Linked DNA regions of Sus scrofa: region 1 is linked to region 2. The links are chromatin contacts, called in public Hi-C maps. All regions are on one chromosome and are shown on one strand. The core of a region is the stretch at or near the end of the contact, and the rest is flanking DNA. Distances in the headings are between cores, read along the strand shown. Region 1 holds the start of BOD1L1 (biorientation of chromosomes in cell division protein 1-like 1). Region 2 holds the start of RAB28 (RAB28, member RAS oncogene family).

Evidence for each region. A called contact is a pair of places that touch in the nucleus more often than the background predicts.
Region 1: a Hi-C map of liver shows a contact between it and region 2, with 4 times the contacts expected there. The contact joins the promoter of BOD1L1 here to the promoter of RAB28 in region 2. A contact is called at or near these places in 3 of 47 Hi-C or Micro-C datasets (embryonic fibroblasts, heart right ventricle and liver) and 1 of 2 datasets of contacts at active chromatin or transcription factors (alveolar macrophages).

What each region holds. Positions count from the first base shown.
Region 1 is chr8:9,253,065-9,256,167 of Sscrofa11.1, forward strand. BOD1L1 (biorientation of chromosomes in cell division protein 1-like 1) reads right to left here and starts at 1,358. Exons shown (of 26, transcript XM_005656496.3): 1 at 986-1,358. The coding sequence starts at 1,222. It overlaps LOC110262057 (a long non-coding RNA gene), which reads left to right and starts at 1,455. Exons shown (of 10, transcript XR_002346564.1): 1 at 1,455-3,103.
Region 2 is chr8:9,123,533-9,126,311 of Sscrofa11.1, forward strand. RAB28 (RAB28, member RAS oncogene family) reads right to left here and starts at 1,496. Exons shown (of 7, transcript NM_001123175.1): 1 at 1,422-1,496. The coding sequence starts at 1,496.

The DNA of each region.
Region 1 (3,103 bases), core at 108-2,607, 130 kb after region 2:
TCCAATGGAAGTTCTCTGCTTCACTTGCTTCCAAGCTACTGGGTTTCCATCCATCTCATCCAGCTCCTTCCTGGTGTCCTCTACCCATCCTTTGCAGAACCAACTAGGTTTACCTGTTCCTGCTAACACCCCTTTCACGCTGACATGTAGCACAAAATTCCTTCCCCTTCCTAGCCCCGAACTCCTTTTGTACAGGAACTACTGTGCTGACCTCTCCCCTCTACCCCTCACTCTCCTGGACTCACTCTTTTGTCCGGTCCTTCTTCCACTAGAATATCTGCTGTCAACTCTCCTCAGTTCTCTCTACTCCTCACCCCTCACCCCACCTACCTCTCCCTTCTCTCTGACTTGGCCTAAGCTACCGAAATCAGACAGTGGTTGGTAGAAACAAAAGTCCTGATCGCCCACCCTAACTTTATACTGTCCAGCTACGTCTTATTCTTTATCTCTGCACCCCTCTCAAAGTCCAGAAATCCACGTTGCAAATAATTTGATCCATTACCATTTAGTAATTTCTCCAGAGGACAAAGACATGACCCCTATCAGAAATCTTCAAGGAACGAAACAAAAATAACTTCGATACAAAGTAAACCAGGGGAAAAACAAAAAGGAGAGATGAAAGCGCCGTTAGCGGGAGTGTTTCCAAATAAGGCTCCGAAAGATCAAAGACTTCATCTTGCTCACTCCTATACTCCCAGCACCTAAGCAGTGCCTGGCACGGAGAAGGTGCTTAATTCTAGTCTGTTAAATGAACGGAAAGATAAGCGAATGAATGAACGCAGCATGCCCAGCACAGTGCCTCACACAGAGCGCCAGCTGAGAGGAAGCAGATGCACAGGGAGCTCGCCCCTAGGCGCGCTCCAGAGGGGCCCCAGATGGGGAAGCCGGGGCACCGCCAGCCGCTGGGCGGGTGCGGGAGACACAGCGGGGGAAGGCGGCCGCGGGTCCTCCCCTACCCCGCCCGCAGCCCCCGCACGCCCCGAACCTTGGTGTCCACGTCGGCTAAGCAGTCTCTGCGGAACTGGTCGAAAAGCCCCTGGCTCTTGAGGTGATTCACGATCATGGCCACGAGCTGCGGGTCCCCGGCGCCGGCTCCCGCGCCGCCCGCCCCACCCGCGCCCGGGCCGGTCCCGGGGCCGGGCGGCGGCGGCGGCGGCTGCGGCTGCGGCGGGGGAGGTGGCGGCGCGGGAGGCGGCGGCTGCGGCTGCGGATTGGTGGCCATGGCAGCCCGGGCCGGGGAGGGCGCAAACCCAGGCGGGCAGCGCTCCTGGGAGGAGGCGGCTGTACGGGTCCCGCCGCCTGAGGGAAGCCAACGGGATGTTGTTACGGAACCAGCGGATCCAGAGTGACCCCGGAAGTGAAAGGGAACCGGGGGAAGGGAGGAAAAGGCGGTAACGATAGCAACGAAGTTCCGGCGACGGAGGCCGCGAGGGGCCAGTTCCGGCCGCCGCGGAGCGCGGGCGCCCTCGTGAGGCTGGGCTGCGTCGCCAGCGGCAGCGTGAAGCGGGCAGCCCGGTCTGCGCCGGGGCCTGGGCCTGGAGTCCAGTGTGGTCGGGCGTTCGACTCGCGCGGCTCCCCGCCCGAGGGCCCACCGGGCTCCGGCTGGAAGCCGCCCAGGGTGCGGCAGCGAAACTTCGGCCCGGTTGCAACCACAGTGGCGTTTAGGCCGGACGCTCTTGCTCCCGTTTCACGGAGCGGTCGAAATCCGTAGACGTTTCTAATGCGTTCTACCGGTAGCCCAGCCCTCTTCGTCCTCAGCCTCTATTCGTGCTCACTTTTCTCCCAGGCAGGTAGCTCCAGGGGCCTCCTGTCTCTCTCCTCCCCACCCTATCCCGTTTTCCCTTGAGCATCCCCTGCTGCTTGCCAGGTGTGCCTTTAGTGAGAACCCGATCTTTCCAGCACTTTTTTTCCTGCTGGTGAAGACAAACCCACATGCTTTTAGTTTTCAGGGTTTTGTTATCGATCAGTTTCATCCATAGGTAGTGCTTACATAGCACGTGCTACGTGCCAGCCATGATGTTTAGTGGGTTTATGTGCATTAATTCACCCAGTCTTTGGAACAGCTCTAAACTTAATCTTATTATACTATCACTAATTTGCAAATCAGAAAACTGAGATCTGAGGCAAATTAAGTAAATTGACTAAAGTTATACAGACAACACACTGCCTGATCATGAACTGAATTATCTTTAAAATTATTATTGGTACATAATCAAAGCAAAGTATCACAAAGTTTCAGAATTATTCAATAGAACGTAACACTTCTGGGGAAATGCATCTCGCTGAAATGGATATTGTTGCTTTTTAAAATTCATAAATCTGTGAATGATTATATCTTATTGCTGGGACGGGAAGGATTGAGCATCAATACCACTCTTAAGTTTTAGTTTTTATAACTGTATGGCCTTAGAAACGGTGTATAAACAAGTACTATACCTGGTAATCCTAATCCTACTGTAGCAACGTTGTAACTGAGCAGGGTCCTGTGAGGCTCCTGGGCACACAAGCCTTTCTGTGTCCTTCATTTCCTGTTTTTAAGGAATAAGCTTCAGTCTCCATGACCTTCCCTGAGCTCCAAAGGGCGGTTGATAATCAGGGCAGGAAAGGGATGCAGCGATCAGGGAGCAGCAGTCGAGAGACAATAATGCAGCCTTGGGGCAGGGCCCTGGTTCCTCCTCAAGGAATATACATAACAATGTCTTGGAGCCTTTTTGCAGAACTAAAATCCCCAACCAAGGGAAGAACTGCTTGATGAAGGAGGACCTCCAGAACCAGTCCTGGGCTGCTAATTATTTCTCAGCTTTGATCCTTATCTGCAGCCTTATTTTCCACTCCCCAAAGTATAAAACCACCCCCTAATCTCTCCCAAGGAGGGCACAGTCTTTAAGGCATTGGTCTGCTGTGCCCTCCTTTACCTGGCAAAGCAATAAAGCTCTCTTTTTCTCCTTCACCTAAAACTCTGTCTCCAAATTTCCATTCAGCAATGGCAGACAGAAGCTGAGTTTCGGCAGCAAAATTTGAGGGCTCATCCAGGATCTGCCTGTGGGCAGGCGGCCCCACAGTGCTCTTGGCTGGATCAGACACTTTGAGGTTTCTCTCCACA
Region 2 (2,779 bases), core at 246-2,745:
GTTTAAAAGTAATCAGAACATATTAAGTTGTTTTTCCTCAACAATAAAAATCAATAACAAATACCAAGAATGGCCAGAGTGAAATTAACAAGAGTTCTCCAAATTTTACATATGAATGACACGTTTCTCGGGGCCCTAGCAACGCAAATCTGAGGGAAGGACAGGAACAGCTGTGCAGTGACAACTGCCAAGGAAAATGCAGCAAGCAGTCCTCACCACAGACACCCGGGTCCAAACTACACCCGTAACACGGAAACATGAAGGTGAAAACGGAAACCCTGCCTTTCCGAAGATTCTTGTTGGGAAAAGGGATTGGGAGAAGAAAGAAGATAAACTTTAGCAATATTCCCAGGAACAGTGTTGACGCTACTAATACAAGCAACAGGTGTGAAGGTTCCCAGGGCAGAGGCTTTTCACCTTATTTGGAGAATGGATCATAAACCGCTTTAAGACCTTATGGACCCTCTCCAAAAAGCAAACGCAATGTTCAGTCCATTTCAGGAGCTCCACAATCCTGGGTTAAAAACCTTGCCTATAATGTAAGGGGACTGCCTACCAGATATTCATACACTCAGTCTCATTCGCTCAACCAACTGTCACCAAAGGACAGACTTTAAGTCAAGGATCCCCTCCTCAGGCTGGCAGCTCCGCCCTCAGCATCCGGCCCAGAATAGGAGCTTAACAGACTTTTGCTGAATGAATGCTTGTGTTGACAGGTGCTGTGCTGGTAACAGAGATGAACAGGTATGATGCTCTAAAACAGGAACTCACGTTTACTGAGTGCACACCATGTGCGGAAAGCTTTATGTGGACTTTCGCATTTAATGGAGATCTGCACACTTCACCCTTCAAGGCGACCTTTATCAACACACCCATCTTACAGACGAAGCACAAATAGGATAGCAATTAGCCCTCCAAGGACCCGACCAGTGAGTGCTGGAACCCCAATTCTCTCAGCCAGGGAAGCAGACGCAGAGTCAGGCTCTTGGGACCTCCCAGTGCAGTGGAGGCATCAGAAACGGTAAACGGGGGGAAAGGAGCAGAGTGACGTGAACCAAAGAAAAAGAGGTGAGCCGCTTTGGCGGACCCCTGCCAGTCCTCAGAGGCGAGAGGCTGGAAAGCGTCCCAGGCAGACGATGCTGGCTCGTGTCTTGAAGAAACAGGAGTTCGGGATCCGGGCAGAGAGTTAGGAAGTGACCTTTGTGAAAATAATAATAGGAATAATAGAGAGAGCTGGATAGCTCTCGTCGGACTTCACCGAGCGCCTAATTCGCGTCTGGCCCCAGGCCACGACCTGGCGGATCCCAGCCCACGAGCCCCAGGGCTCGGGGATACAGGACGACGCCGGGAGGCGGGGAGGAGGCTGGGGCCGCGCCGGGGTTCCCGCAGGCCTGGCACGGAGGGCCCACTCGAGGACTGACCTTCCCGGAGGTGCCGTCCCCCAGCACGACGATTTTCAGTTGCCGGTCCTGGCTCTCCTCCTCGGAGTCCGACATGGTGTCCCAGGAACCAGGCCCGCCTCCCCTCCCTCTCCCACTCCCGCCGAAGGAGTGCAGGAAGGGAGGGGGTCTCCGGGGGCGGGGGAGAGGAGGAAGGGCGGCAGCGGAGGGCAGGGTCCCCCCCGCCCCGGCGTCTCCGCGGGCGCTGGAGCTTTCCTGGGAGAGTCACTCGCCGGGCGCCATCTTGCCCGCCTCCCCTCCCCCTGCGCGCGGCCCCGTCCCCTGCGCGTTACGTCGGGCGCTCGCCCCCCGCCCCTGCGCTAACCCGCGCCCACTGTGAGCCTCCTAGGCGCGCCGGACCATCCGCCGGCCTGCGAGGAGGGGGCGTTCGAACGCCGCAGGCGGGACGGGGCGCCACCCTCGCAGGCTTAGTTGGCGGAATTTAAAAAAAGCATGTGTATCATTAAACTTGGGTAGAAAAATGGAAGCAGAGCTTTGCACAGATGTTCTATGAATTTCTCTCGTTTACATCTCCCCACCCCCCCGTGAAGGTCCCTGATGCGAATGGTTTAGCCCGAAGGGGCGGGAGGGGGGTGTGACGCCCGGGCTGCGCGCCGCGGTTGCCAGGGAAGCCAGAGCCGGAGGAGAGGCGGAGGGGCGGGGCCCGGGGCCGGTCTCAGGCGCACAGGACGCCGGTTGCCCGGCGGAGCGCGCAGTGGTGGGGTCTCTGGAGCCGTGCGAGCGCTGGGGGTCACACCCCAGGAAGAGAGGTTGCGCGGCCGAAGAGAGGGCGGTTGCTGAGGACGTCGCTGCTGGGCGGCGGCGAGGCTGCGGTAGTTGCCGGGAGTGGAATATAGCTTTGATGCTGCCTTCTCTTCGCCTCTGAAACCCTAGATTTCTTCGTACAAACCATGGAATCCGATGGTTCTTACACGAAAGTCATAAGCTAGAACAGCAGTTCTCAAAATGGGGTCTGGGGAACCCTGAATGTCTAATAAAGTCGAAACTATTCTCCTGATTAATTCAAACAACTTTTTTTTTTTTTTTTGCTTTTGCTTTTTTCGCGTTCATGCTCTCACAAATATACATAGAAGTTTTCCAGAGGATTCATGATGTATATGACATAACCACTCTGACAACTAAGGAAGCAAGCCTGTGCTTGTCTTTCTCATTCAAATCCTTCTCAGGATTCATTTCAATACAGTAATGATAGCTGTAATTTACGTAAGCGAAAGCTCTTTGGGATCCATAATAAGAGTGTAACAGGAGGTTGTGAGCCCCAAACGTTTGGAAACTGCTGTTTCAGACGGATGATTTCAGTCTTGTAGGGTAGGTCAAAG